2 separate regions of the Mus musculus genome follow, and region 1 is linked to region 2. Evidence: chromatin contacts called from public Hi-C data. All regions are on one chromosome and are shown on one strand. Each heading gives the region's core, a stretch centred on a gene start, on an enhancer-like site or on the middle of the called end of the contact. The rest is flanking DNA. Distances are from core to core; before and after follow the strand shown.

The links. Hi-C and Micro-C count contacts between places; a contact is called where the count stands out from the background.
Region 1: a Hi-C map of uterus shows a contact between it and region 2, with 5 times the contacts expected there. The contact joins two enhancer-like sites. A contact is called at or near these places in 1 of 15 datasets of contacts at CTCF or cohesin (the NIH/3T3 cell line), 7 of 484 Hi-C or Micro-C datasets (epidermal suprabasal cells, liver and uterus), 4 of 115 datasets of contacts at active chromatin or transcription factors (CD8 T cells, embryonic stem cells, heart atrium and 1 more) and 1 of 9 other capture datasets (embryonic stem cells).

The regions. Positions count from the first base shown.
Region 1 is chr4:95,724,211-95,731,509 of GRCm38.p6, reverse strand. All of the region lies in intron 6 of Fggy (FGGY carbohydrate kinase domain containing), which reads right to left. Among named protein-coding and RNA genes, the nearest start is that of Fggy, 170 kb to the right of the region's middle. Within about 2 kb of position 1,824, at least 25 of the 459 cell types and tissues checked have an H3K27ac peak or open chromatin away from gene starts, as enhancers often do. A contact at or near this core is called in uterus, where this site is marked.
Region 2 is chr4:95,375,414-95,382,907 of GRCm38.p6, reverse strand. No RefSeq gene overlaps it. Among named protein-coding and RNA genes, the nearest start is that of Gm12707, 110 kb to the left of the region's middle. Within about 2 kb of position 4,922, at least 55 of the 459 cell types and tissues checked have an H3K27ac peak or open chromatin away from gene starts, as enhancers often do. A contact at or near this core is called in uterus, where this site is marked.

The DNA of each region.
Region 1 (7,299 bases), core at 575-3,074, 350 kb before region 2:
CTAAAAATCCTTCCCTAGGTAGATCGTAATTAATCCCTCTTTCCTCTAGAACCCCACAGTATGGTGTCTGGAATTACATCATTCTGCTCTTTATAAGAAAGACCTTGCACCTTCCTCTTCTAATTTCAATGATAACAGCACTGAGGGCTCAGCTCTTTCAACTGCATTGTCAGAGGCAGGCAGGTTAGCATAGCTTGTGGAGTTCAGGTTAGGTAATACATAATCTTGGATGCAGTCCATGGCCTTCCTACTCTCAGGGCTATGACCTTGGGCAAGTGATTTCTTTCCATTGCAAACTTCCTTGCTTATAAGAATTCTAAAATAATGCTATTTCCCTCCTAGAGTGGTAACGATAATTCATCAAGATAATGCCTAAGAAGCACAATTGCTGGCATCCCACATACAACAAAAGACCAGCAGGTAGTAGACACTATTACAGTTATCACAACTATCAGTGCCCGATATGTTGGATGCTGCCTAGCACAAAGAGGTCACAGAGTTCACTCTGGCTGAGCTAAAAACCTTGAGGGGTCTGTGATGTTAGTGTGTGATGAGATGTAGGTGTTTGAGGTCATGGGAGTTAGCTGCAGAAACCATGAAAGGTGTTAAAATATTCACAATAATGGAATTTAGTTTGCCAGAGTGGAAAAAATGTCTCCCTGTGGTCATGTGTGAGAGCCAAAGTTATGTTTTAAGCTTTAGTTACTGTGCCTAAGAGATTCATAAAACAAAAACGGCTCTAATCTGTAAACCCCTTGCCTCAGGACAGATACTTCCTGAAATGCTAGAGACCACTGTTTATGTTTTCATTTGTTAAACAAGTCTGACCCAGGTGCACTGGATGTGCTTGGTCACATGTAGATGAAAGATACCTAAGCAGGAAATACATCAGGATGTATGCTTGCCCCTGATTGGATGTAGGCAGGAGGTATGTAGGCAGAAAGTATGTCAGGATACATACCTTTGATTGGACCTGATGGGAAATATGAAGCTTTATGGGTCTGCCTTTATAAGCCAGCGCAAAATGTGACTTCTTGCTATTTTCTGGAAACCTTGGAAAGGTCCTGGCCAGAGTCTATCATCTTGGCCAGTTTTTAATTAAAGCTTGCTTCAAATTTGGCTCAAAATTTGTGGAATTGGTCTTTCTCACATGATTCTCAAGTTCAACACATGTTTCCATGCTAAATCTTCAGAATGAAATGTTTTAAGAATAAGTGTAGAAAGCATTCTCTTTGGAGCTATTTTAAGCACTAAATGCTGGTTTCAAAAGGAACATCAACAAAACCCTGGACTGTCAGATGACTATGACTTTCTAGAGCTTTGTAAGAAACGGCAGCCCTACAGAGTATCCCGACATCTAAGAAAAGGCAGATTCAGGAAAGAGTGGCTTTAGCTGCCATTCTGCTCCAGGTACTATGTGGGGTTTCATATTTGTTGTTTCACAGTTCTATGAAAACTACATTAAAAAAAATCAACGACAACTAATACAGACCTATGTTTCTCAGTTTTAAACTTATGTGCAAATGACTTGTTTTTCCAAACCTGCAATTCACTATTGAACAGAATATCTGTTCACTAGAAAGACAGGATTTTCAAAATAAAGGATAGTCTTTGACTCACTGTGCTTCTTTGTGTGATCCCATTTACTGATGCAGCATAGCCCAAGGAACACTTTGTCAGAGCCAGTGTGGGTGAGCAGTCTAGACTCCTGTTTGTACACTGCTGGATCACAGAAGATAACAGCCTCCTAACAATGGCTGCCTCTATGGGATGTCAAACAGCAACTCTCACAGGAAAGGGCCAGTCAGCAGGGCTGGTGGTAACCGCACAAGGCCAAACATCTGGTGATTTCAAGACATCTGGGGTTTTTCTATCATGTAGACCAAACACGATTCAGGTAATTGACCAAATTTTTCACTTTCCAACCAGATGTCTTACTTTCATAAAGAGGAAGCCAGTCTTGTACTTTCATGTGCAAATAGGCTAGACTAAATTCACCCCCAGAGGGCAGGATTAATTGCTTATACTCAATGAATACTAAATTACATATTATTTCTTTTTCCCCCAACTGTTTTACCCTTGAAAAGGCTTTCTGCTATTGTTTTGAAAAGTGTATATTTCATCTTAGAAGTGCTCTTTTTAAAGCCCTACTCCTCACATTTTTGACAGGGAGCCAGAGTGCTATTAGGAAGAGTGTGATTTCAGCAGTCAGTTTGATCTGGCTTTGGTTGCATGCCTCGACTTTCAGAGCCTCAAGCCCTCTAAACTCAGATTCTTTGTAGATAAACATCATAAAATCCATCTATAAAGACCATTATCAAGATGCAAGCACACTGTCCCTACAGTGCTTGGATGCTTCTTGTGTCTGGTACTGAGATTACAGAGACCAAAGTGCCTATGCATCCCACAGGTTCTCTATCAAGAATGCAGATAGGACTGAAGAGAGGGTGGTGAGTGTGTGTGTGTGTGTGTGTGTGTGTGTGTGTGTGTGTGTGTGTGTGTTTCCTAGTATTCTTACAGATTTTACAAAGAAATGTCCAGTTTGTAAGGGGAGGGGGTGTATCTGAAACATTTCCTTTTCCTTAACCCTTATATGGAACGTATGCTGGAATTTTCCCTTGTCAAGTTTGTTTCAAGAATTCATGTGGTTATGAATTTCCACATTTCTATTTTCTATGCCGTTGTCCTGACAACCAACCATTTTACTGGACAGATGATGAAAAGAACACAACAAGGTGTCTTTCTTCAGTCAAGTCTAGTTGGCAAAACCCAACAGCAAGGAAAGAATGTTTGAAAGATGACAGGGTTTAGGTGTGATCTCCTTAAATAGAGGACAGATGTATGGATAAGTCTAGGGGACTCAGAGCACATGGGCACAAAGAGAAGCTGCTGTTACAGAACTTACTTGAATGTAACAGCTACCATGTTTCAAAAGCCAGGCTGTAAATAAACATTGAACCTAAAGCCAAGAGCAATGGGTTTTTCTTTCTGTTTGTTTGATGTATACTAGATTTCATCAGAATTCAGAAATATCTCAACTATATGAAGAAAGAAACTATGAATATAGCTTTTTAACTTTTCCTCCAGCAATGAGAATTCTTTTGCCATGAAATGAAAGGTTCTGGAGCCCAACAGCAATTCTGCTCTGCCTCAAGTAAAGAAGGAAATGCCCAAAGGCTGATTGATGTAGGCATTGTTCTTACACTCCAAGGATGCAGATTCATGGACTAAGATTCAGAGGTTTGATTCTAGAACCTGACCTGTGCCATCAGACCATCTACCTGGAGATTAAAGAAGGGATGACGCTTTGGGTTAAGGAGTATTCTCCCTCCAATACAGAGGGAGAGCTGGCCAAGTTGTCATTTAATCAAAATATTGGAGTCAAATCTGTGAATTCATGCAATTGTAATAGAAGATTCCAGAGTCATGCTGTGACTTTACAGCACTTAAACTCTACAGCTCTCGATTACCTGGGGTGGGGGTAGCATACACATTTTGGGGAAAATGGTCAACTGATAAAAAATGCAAAGTTCAAACTTTATAAATCTAATTTCTATGTTTTAAAAGTCTTATTCTTTGGACAGAGGATCTAGAAAAGTGAACAGATTTTAGTCAAAATGATAATTAGCTCAAAGCCCCAAAAAGAGTCCCTAGTCACCATGTCCAATTACCTAGGACACAAGAAGGGGCCCCCAGAGGAAGCTCTGAGCACAGCAAGAACCAGCTCTCCACTCCTACAGGAGTTAGTGTTCCGAAAGGCTAGAGAGAAGAAGACAAAGACAGAGAGAGGGCAGGAAAAGGGAGGAGAAGGGAGCTAAGTGTCACCTTTTGGGGTTGTTTCCAGAGATGGCATTTGGGTTACACATCCTCTGGGAGGTACTCAAAGTGGGACACCCATAGTAGTAGCCCACCAAGCCCTAGCATAAACAACAGAGCTGACTTTTAAAAGATAAATATGGAGAACATGAATTTGAAGGTAGTTAAGACTTAATTATAGGAACTACAAACACAAAGAGTAAAAAAAAAAAAAAAAAAAAAAAAAAATGCTGTCTCTTTACATTTCCCCTTCCCAGAGATAAATAGTAATGAAATTTGAGAAAGTATCACATGAGACTCCTCCACAATATTAAGATATGCCTTATTCAATTCCTTGTAGCAGAGTTAGTATGTTTATACAACCGTAAAGTCTGTGTTTTAAGCTCAACAGATGTCTTTCCTCATCAATGAGTATCATATTTTCTATTAGAGAATATATCATGATGTTATGGAGATGACTTGGTCAGAAAAGTGATTGCTGGGCAATCAGAAAGACTTGAGTTTGATCACTAACATCCAGATTTAAAAAAAAAAATAACCAACAAGGAGTAAAAGTGCACACATCTGTAATCTCAGCACTTCTTAACAGAGAACAGGAGAGCCTTGGGGCTTCTTGCCAGCCAGTCCAGCTGACTGGTGAGCTCCAGGTTCAGTTCAGCCAGAGACCCTGTCTCAAAAGCTAAGCTAGAGATTAAGAAGACATTGCTGGAGACCCCTGTTTTATACATGCATATGTGCATCCATATGTGCTTACATACCATATAAAAACATACATACAACACACACACACACATATGCACCTACACACAGAGGGGAAAATATACCACACTTTAAGATATGTCATATTATTTAACCATGTCTTAGAATTGAATATTTAACCCTTCTTTTTCTGTTTCAAAGCAATCCGGACTTAGCTTTATTTCAAAGTATACTGTAGGGGGACGGGGCTAATCTGACCATAAAAAAAAAAAAAAAAAAACAAAAAAACCTGTAATTTAGATCTTCAGTGACCTTCAAAGACTCATATACTTAGTCACCAGTCTCTGATGCTGTCAGAAAGTGGTGTAATATTTCTGAGTTGTTGCCCAATAGAAGGAAGTTAAGCTATCTAGGTATGGATATAAAGGTAATGGCCTCTTCCCCTCTCCCTTGGCATCCTAAATTAGCAGCTGTGTTACACCACACACTCCATACCCCAAAGCTTTATGTTGACATTTGGCGCAAAGCTATAGTAGTCAAGCAACCATGGACTGTCCTCTCTGAAACTGTGAGCCACATGAAATCTTTCTTCTTTTGGTTTATCTTAGGTGTGTTTTCTGTGGAACAGAAAGCTGACCCACACAGAGAGGAATAAACAAGGCTAAGAGATAAGGGGAGAGAGTTGTATGAGTGGCTAGTGAGAATTATTTATACTACTCAGCCTCCTGATTCAGGGAGGAATTGAGAAAGTTTTGGCCACACAATGTCTAGAAATTTGATCAAACAATATTTTGAGTATTTCTGTGAGAGACTTTTGGGGTGAGTCTTATGCTCACACCTGAGTAACATTCCTCAGCATTTTGCACACCTCTGGACTTGAACCACTGCTCTTCCTGTGCCTCACTTGAGTGTGCTGACCCTATATTGAAACTATAACATGGGCTCTCTTGTTCCTCAGAACTTTCGATGTGGGCCCTAAACCAGAAACTCTAGGGATTCCCTAGTTTCCAGAACTGGGTGAGATCATTTCTTATAATGAGTCCCCTTCTTTCTTGACACACTCTCACTCACCCTTGCCTCCGCCACACAGACCCTCCCCCTATGCCTCTTAGGGTGCTGTGATTAGCACAGAAATTGCAGGAAAGGCTGTGAGCTGGTTCAGATCAGGAATAGGCTAAGTTTAGCATGCAGGTTATGGACAGAATCTTACCGTTTGGCTCATCCACATTTTGTTCTCTTGATTTGTGACAACAATAAGTTTAATGAATCACTTGTAACATAGTGACTGGGAATTTGGATGGTCTGTATCTGACCTCCTCAGTGTAAAGAGGAACCTCACGGAGCCTTTCATAAGTTAGATGGGGGATCTGGCACCTTTTTCTGGCTTCCTCGGGTACCCGGCATGCATGTGGTGCACTGATATACATGCAGGTAAACCACTTATCCACATAAAATAAATAATTTAAAAAATGAAGAATGAAGCCTTTAGATCTGATCGGGCGAGAAGAAAGGGAGAAGATAAATGAAGTACAGGCTATGAGTACCTAAAAGGCAGCCATTAGAAGCTCAGTTCTTCAGATGGAGAACGTGTTTGGTAAATAGGAAAACCAGGAACTGACGCCAGCTGGTTGAGCCCACATCCTATTCCAACCTATCTATCTTCCTATTGTCTTAACAAGAACAACAACAAAAATATTTGGGAACAATCAAAACAAATTTCATGGGCAAAGGGGGAAGAAGAAAGGGGGCAGAAATGAGGAAGGGCAGAAGGAGAGGGAAGGGGTGGCATTAACCCTTTCCCAGAGCTCCTGTCTTCTCATTATTTTAGCACCTCGTTTCTCATCTGCTCTAGTAGACCAGCGAGATAACAACTAGCGTCACAACTCCATGCCTGCCATGCCCAAGGATCCCTTGAAACGTTTAAGAAATACACTTGCTCGGCCCAACCTTCAGCCAGTGAAACCAAACTCTGAGCAGGAGCCCCTCGCCAACTGAAACAGTGCTCCAGCTGCTTCTAATGCACAAAGTCCCCTGCAAGTTATGGAAAACACAAATCACTGTGCCCGTTTCTGATTTCTCATCAGCAGCAATGAAGTGAGCTTCTAGGATCGATACTTTTAAAGGGGCCTACAAAATCAGCCAAGGTAAGCACGGATTCCCAGAAATACTTCAGCAGTTACAATATTTGAGGGAACTGTGTAGGGAGTATGAGCCTTGCACCTGTAACCACCATGTAAAGATGGCCTTCTTCCTGACCAATCAAGAGACTTGAAGCTAGCAACTCTCTGTCCCCCTCCCCTTTATTTCTAAGAGAATTAATGGCATGCTTTTTAGAAAATTGTGAAAAGAGTAGAAAACCCTTGGCACCATGGATAGGAAGAGGTTCTTTCATTAGTCACCCAGTGACAATGACACAAAGCTAAGCTTAGTGAAATCTATTGTCTTGTGTGGCATAGGAAAGTTCAGGAAGGGGACTGCCAATGAGTCTGTTACCCATCTTCCCACACAGGACCCTCAGCTCCTACACCTGGAGTCTGAGGGGCTCTGTTTCCCTGAGTTCTGCTGGGCGTGAACATACCTTTTCACCCAAAAATGGGATGGCCTCTAATTAGGCAAAAAGTCAAATCTAAATGAGTCTAGAAGAAAATACATGGGAAAGTGAGGTACCAGTATGAGAATATTCTTAAACAATAAGAAGACAAAATTAGCCATGCTGTGTTGGTAGAGCTATGTGTATTAAGACCAACCAACTTTCAGGAAAACAAAGCCACTTGATACAGGAGA
Region 2 (7,494 bases), core at 3,673-6,172:
TTCTCAGGTTCCAGCCAGAAGAGAAAAGCCACAGAGGTCACTGGTCCTACAGGGTCCATGCTTATCCCCACTCCCTATTTATACCACAAAAGTTCCATTTATATGAGCCTCAATGTCTTCATCTATAAAATGAACGTCATTGTGGTTTTCTCATCTGAAAAGTTGTTGAGGGGGCTGGAGATGTGGCACAGCAGTTAAGAGCACAGACTGTTCTCCCAAAGGTCCTGAGTTCAAATCCCAGCAACCACATGGTGGCTCACACTATTGGAAACATTTTTTAAATTATGTGATTTCACACTTCCTACATCCTTCCCCCCCACACACACACAAATATTGAGGCAGAGTCTCACTATGTAACCCTAGAATAGACCAGGCTGGCCTTAAACCTGCAGAGAATTGCCTGCATCTGGCTCCAAAGTATAGAATTAAAGGCATACACTACCACTTTCAGGTAGATTTCTCTTTATTCATATGTATGCATCTCTCTCTCTCTCCCTCTCTCTCTCTCTCTCTCTCTCTCTCTCTCTCTCTCTCTCTCTCTCTCTCTCTCTCTCTCTGTGTGTGTGTGTGTGTGTGTGTGTGTGTGTGTGTGTGTGTGCTATGTGTATACAAGTGCCTGTGGATGTTGAAAGAGGGCATCCCTCAGAGTTTGAGCCACCAGATATGGATGCTAGGAACTCAACCAAGGTCCTCTGGAAGAGCACAAACCACTCTTATCCACTGATGAGAACTAACCAGTCTTATCCACTGATGAGAACTAACCAGTCTTATCCACTGATGAACACTAACCACTCTTATTCACTGAGTCATCACTTCAGGCCCCCAAACCCAGATGTATATCTTTTCTAGACAGGCTGTAATCATCTGCCATCTACCTGTCAAGTGCTCCATCACCTTTGAGAATGTACTTCCCATGCGGGACTATCCTTTACGCTTTCTCTGCTGACATACCATTATTCCCCCACGACATATTATATAGATCAATTTACGACCAGAGAAGACAATCTAAGAACAACCTTACAGGTTATTTCAGCCTCTCAACTCTCATAGCTATGACTCATTTGACCTACAAAGCAATTGTTGGCTAAATGATTTTGACAGTCCAATATAAGTCTCACCCTCTTGAACGTCTAAGAGCTCATACCAGTAAAATCTAACAACACAGCCTCTGTCCTTCCTCAAGTTGCCTCCACCTTCTGGTACCCTCTCTAGTCTGCCTCATCTTCTGGCTAACCTTGCCTGAGTCTTCTTTTTATTAGATATTTTCTTCATTTACATTTCAAATGCTATCCCGAAAGCCCCTTATACCCTCCCCCCGCCCTGCTCCCCAATCCACCCATTCCCGCTTCCTGGCCCTGGCATTCCCCTGTACTGGGGCATATAATCTTTGTAAGACCAAAGGCCTCTCCTCCCAATGACGGCCAATTAGGCCATCTTCTGCTCCATATGTAACTAGAGACATGAGCTCAGGAGGTACTGGTTAGTTCATATTGCTGTTCCTCCTATAGGATTTCAGACACCCCTTCAGCTCCTTGGGTACTTTCTCTAGTTCCTCCATTGGGAGTCCTGTGTTCCATCCAATAGATGACTGTGAACATCCTCTTCTGTATTTGCCAGGCACTGGCCTAGCCTCACAAGAGACAGCTATATCAGGGTCATATCAGCAGACGCTTGCTGGCATATGCAATAGTGTCTGCGTTTGGTGGTTGATTATGGTATAGATCCCTGGATGGGGCAGTCTCTGTATGGTGTAGGTATTGGCACCTTCATTTCACAGGTAGGAAAACAGAGGCTGAGTAGTTCTAAAAGTTTGTCTATTGACAACACTATCTAATTCTAAAGCTCAGTTCTCTTTATTGCAAAGCAAGTGTGAAAACTCAGCCCTCTACTTCAAAGGAACGTGCATGATAAATTCCCAGGTGAGCTGTGGTTATTCAAAAGAGGAGGACATCAAGAAAGCTGCATAAAGTTGCTGAATTGGGGAAGCCTCTGAAAAGTGGAAAGGATTTCAGGGTGAAGAGGTGGCATTTGTAGAAAATCTTGGAGCATGTTGTTAGTTTGCCTGGCCAAGGGCATCTTCAAGAGAATTAAGAGAAATAAACGGGCATACTATGAGAGCAACCTAAATGTTTGCCCAGGGGAGTTTGGACAAGGGTACTCTAGTGAGCAGAGGCTAATGACAGCCATGAGCTTCCAGAGAGAGAACATCACTACTGCCATGCTGCTCTGTCATGTTCAGCTCACTGCTCCTGCCTCATACCTCATTTCAAATTGCCATAGCCAATATCTAGGCAAGTTGGAGAATGACAGCTTGACTTTGGGTACAGATGAGACCTGCTAGTATTTACTAGTTTTCCTTGCCAAGGACTATGCAGAAGAAATCAACTGTGTCTACTGGTAAAGCCATGGCCAGCAAACACTTGTTCAACCCTAACTATGGAGGTCTTCACTGGGTATTTGGGAGGTGGAAAAATACTGAATGTGGTGTTTAATCTTAAGACCTTTACATGTTAACCAACCATGCAGGGGCAATAGGCATTCTTTAGTCCAGGCACCCATGCTCCCCTGGGAACCTTTGCCTTCAACTGCTGTTCATATATATCTCATGCCGATGCCCACTATCACAGAAAACTTGCTCTGTGAATCCACACTCATCATTTCTTTGACTGAGTAATATTCACATGGTGCTAGCCTCTCCCCAGCAGGGAAGGGGTCTTGCTGATTCTTTATTAGCTGAAAACATGTTTGTTGAATGGTCAAGTTCTCAACCTCACCTATCTGTATCTATTCGTGGCTTTCTGGGTTATTATCCTTGTTTCTAGTTAGGGAGGACCATATAGGTAAACTCATTGTATTAATGTTCTATAGCTGTGAAGAGATATAACAACTGTTAAAAAGGAAAATACATAATTGGGGCTGGCTTACGGTTCAGAGGTTCAGTCCATTGTCACCATTGCTGGAAGCACAGTGGTACACACACAGACATGGGGCTGGGGAGGTAGCTGAGAGTTCTACATCTGGATCCACAGACAGCAGAAAGCCACTGGGCTTGGCTTGAACATTTGGAACCCCTTAACACCCCTGAAGTGGTGACACAATTTCTCCAACAAAGCCATACCTACTCTAACAAAACTATACCTCCTAATAGTGCAACTGTCTAGTGACAGAGTTCAAATCTATGAGCCTATTAGGGCCATCCTTGTTCAAACCACCACATTCGCATAGTTTAGATTTGTCAAACTTGGCTCTAACCCATGCCGGCATGGCTTTTACTGACTCGCAGTTCTGGGCTTTGGTTTCTCTAGTAGTAAAATGATATCAATCTCTGTTTCATGAGGCTACTAGGCTGTTTAAATGAGTTAATGAATGTGAGACAGAATCTGATGCAAAATTTAGCAGTCATTATCATTGCAAATATATTGGTTATTATCTCCTGTGGGTAAATTGCAGAAAGATCTTAGATAAAAGAGACTTTAAATAGTTGCAGAAAGTATGAAGTGTGGCCTCCAGCTGTGACAAGATTCTCAAGTTTTGCTTCCTTTACTAATTTCACTAAGTTCCCATTGATTCCCATGAAACAGTACGTTCTGGGGCCTTCAGCTCTCTGTCTCCTCCTGGGAAGATGTATTTGTTATAAGGGGAATGAATACTCAGCAATCTTTTGTTGTCAGTAGAAGCAGAAAGAAGACAAACAAACATGTCCCAGAGGACTCTAGGATCATCTTCATCCCTCAGAGAAAGAAATCTGAAAACCTAAGGTTCTAACTGCCACCATCCCACCAACTGGCCCGGTGGTTGGAAGCAAGTCATAGTGTATCTATCCCCTGCCCCCATGGCCCGTGGGTTTTGATAGCCATTCAATAGGTGTATCATACGTAATTCCTTTGGCTTCCATTGGAATCTTTTTCTTTCACCCAGGACTGGTCCAGGTGGGACTGGCATCTGGGTGGAGGCTGGGTACGTGCCCTGACAGCCCTCCACGATCTTTGAGCCAAGCAAAAACTGCCTGCTGCCAGGGTGAGATTGTTCCTGGGATTTGGCAACACCCAGCCAGCATGTCCTATCAAGGCTGAACTAAAAATAGGTCTTATGCATGGAGCCTAGAAAAAACCAGCAGCCCTGTACACAGAGGTTGGCTAATCAGATCAAACCAAGCTGCCACCACAGCTCTGGGTACCACCACCACTACAGTGTCACCTCCATCTGCCAGGGGTAGAACAACTGAGCTAACTTTCTCATGGTTTACCTGATTTCCCAATCTCTAATTCCTGTCCTGCAACCATCCCCTGCTCCCTCTCTCTGAATAAACTGATTTTTGGCGAGGTACTGAATATAGGCATGGTACACTAGGCTCACACCCCGGATCTATTATTTTTCTAGATGTTTAGTCAAAAAAAAAAAAAAAGTGACCAACCACATGGTTCCCAATTGCTTTAGCAATACAGTGCTATTAATTATCTGAACTTCTACTTCTCATGCTCCACGATTATTAAACGCAGCACATGGTGCAGCAATAATTCTAGAAATTTGTCATGTATCATATCACATGGGTGGATAGAGCTTGCTGAAGCAGAGTGCCTGGGCCCTCCCTGTGCTTCTGACTAGGTGGGTCTGGAGAACATGGCTTTCAAAGTTAGGTCCAGGATTGTTGCTGATGGTGATCTGGGGACCACATGGTGAGGACTTGGAAAGATGGTAAGAGTATGACTTTCAGGATCAGAGAGAAAAGGTACATACTATTCTTGGCCCTGTTCCTTCTGTCAGAAGATTTTAAGCAAATTATTTTCTCAACCATATCTAAAAAACAGGGGACTAATAATTCCAATTTTATGGTGTTGATGGGAGGATTAAGTGAGTTTATTCATGTAAAAGTGCTTAAAACAGCCTCTGGCAACAACAAGCCCTGAATAAACATTAGCTTTTATTTGTATCACAGAGTCTGCACAGAACATGAACTCCGTGCCTGTTCTTTTCTCTCTCTACACAGTTGCTGTCAGCTCCACTTAAGTTTCTTTCTTTATACCACCCATGCTCTGCCCAGGGTCTTTGTGAACAGGGACCACAGGACGAGCACAAATGCAATGTTTAAATAGGAAGAGTCGCAGAAGACCTTGACACAGGCATCATGAGTCTCCAGTGGTTGGAGAGCAGAATGAAAATGAAACCCAGGTTCCCTGTCTGCCCAGCCAATTTCCATAACATCAAGATCAGTCCCCAGAGGCAGACTGGCTGTTCCCAATAGTGCTTAGGGAACAACATGCCCCCGCCTTGCCCCTAGGCCACTGCCAGCATTTGGATTGTTTCCTCTTTGGTTGTTTATGACTGGAGACAGCACAGCTGTAAACATCCAACCGCTGAGCAGAGATGGCCATTTTATTTTGAATTATTTTTTTTTCCCCTGAGCTTGCATCCTCCAAGTTGAATTACTAGGTCAAAAAGTACAGACAGTATTAGCTCAAAGAAAACTAGACTCCTCGAGCCTTCCAGCAGGGAGGGACTTCCCATTTTCCCAGAGGGCTTATGAGGGCTGGAGATGCCGGTGTTTGAAATAAATCTGGAGCGGCAGACCAGCCCTGGGCCGAATCTTCAGGTCAGCAGTTGATACAACTGTGGCTGGCAGGAAGTTGCACCAGCTAGGACTGAGATGTTGATCAAACAGTGGTACCTTCTCTAAGAAATGGAATTTGGATTCGTGCTTCTCTCAGATCATTGTGCGTAAGGACCTTATAAATATGTATCTCTGATGTACAGGGCCTAGAGTACAGCCCAAGCTTCTATGTTTCTAGTAAGTTCTGGCTGAGGTTGATTCTCCTGATAAAGAGACTGTATTTTCAGGAAGCAAGGATTAAGATGACCCTGTCTTTGTCCACATGATTCTTTTGCCTGACACATTATTCTCAACATTCTTTTGTCTTCACCTCCAAATATTTCCCTCGACAGACAGGGTTAGGCATCCCAGCACCCATGACTATCACAGCTCTTCCTCCTGTATTCTTCCCTGCATCTGGGTAGGGAAATACAGCAAAGCAGCACACCTGGCTGCAAGATCATTACTCTCCAGTTGGCTCTCATGAATCGCCTTCGCCTCCCCAAAGCCTGCAGTTGGTGACCCTCCTCTGATCCTTGACAGCTTTTTCTAGGCCCCCCAAAATGCCGGCCCTGAACCAAGAATGAACTCAGATAAGTGAATAAGCTCCAGGAAGCTTAGCGTCCCTCACAGGGTGGCTCTAATAAATTCCAGAAAACAAAAAGCAGGTGTTGGCCATCTTTCTTCTGCCCAAAGAGTTATTTACACAACTTTCCAAAGCAATCGGCTCCATCGTTTGACATGCCTATTACACGGTTCTCTTTGGGGAGAGGTCTGGAGTTAGTTAGCTCAGTGGATTAGAGAGCAAGTCCCTCAAGGCCAAGGGCAATGGAAGCCTTTTCCTTCTCTCCACTCCCCTATTCATGGTGCCTGTGTCCTGCCAGGTCCTTATATTAGAGAATGAGCCCAGACAATGTTCCCCACTCCTCTATCCAGAATAGAAGACAGTCAAAGCTCAGATGGAAGATGAGCTTGAGCATCACACACCTGAGGTACAACACAGACATCAGAGATCATTTCCAGCTGCATCATCATTTATGTTGAAATAACTTCAAACGTACAGAAAGTCTCGAAAACAGCATAGGAACCTCCTGTGTAACTTCTGCCCAGATTTACCAATTTATAACAGTTTGCAAATTGTCCAGGTTATTCTCCCCTCACCCCTTTGTTTCAGTCTCTTTGATAGAAGATAACAAAAATCTCACTGGAATAAAAACCATGGAATTAAAAAGTGTTATTCAAAAGTCACAAAACTAAAATTAAAGAAATAAAAGAACAATTTTAAAGAAAATTTAGTTGGTAACATTTCTACTTTAAAAGCTATTAAAATTTAAAGTTGGACCAAGAGTTTTGAGATATTACATGACAGCAATATATCAGAGTGTTTTCTGGAACCATTTGAGAATAGCTTGTAGGTATAAAATTCCCTTTAGGATGCAGTGAATATGTTAATACGCTCATCTAAGAACAAGGATGTTCTCTTATGTAACCCCTGTGAAGTCTCAGGTAACCTGACAATGATAGAATATTTTATTTAATATGTGGTCTGCATTATATATTTTTCATGTGTATCAATAACATTTTAATAAACCATATTTTCTTCTAGTACCTGAAGAACCCGTGTACATCTGTTTCTGTTTGCATTCACCTTTATGGTTTTCCTTCTAGAGTTAATTTAATTTATTTTTAATTTTTATTGTCCGGCAGTTTCATATACTTATATAAAGAATTTTAGACTTTCCTGTTGCTTCTCTGCTCTCTCTCTCTCTTTCTCTCTCTCCCTTGCTACAAGCTGGAAGCCCACTCCTACTTTCCTGTCTGTTAGAGTGTGTCCCACTTGAGTTTAATCAGTTTCTTGCCTGATCATGATCGGAGGTTAGTATGCAAGACATTATTACTGTAACCAC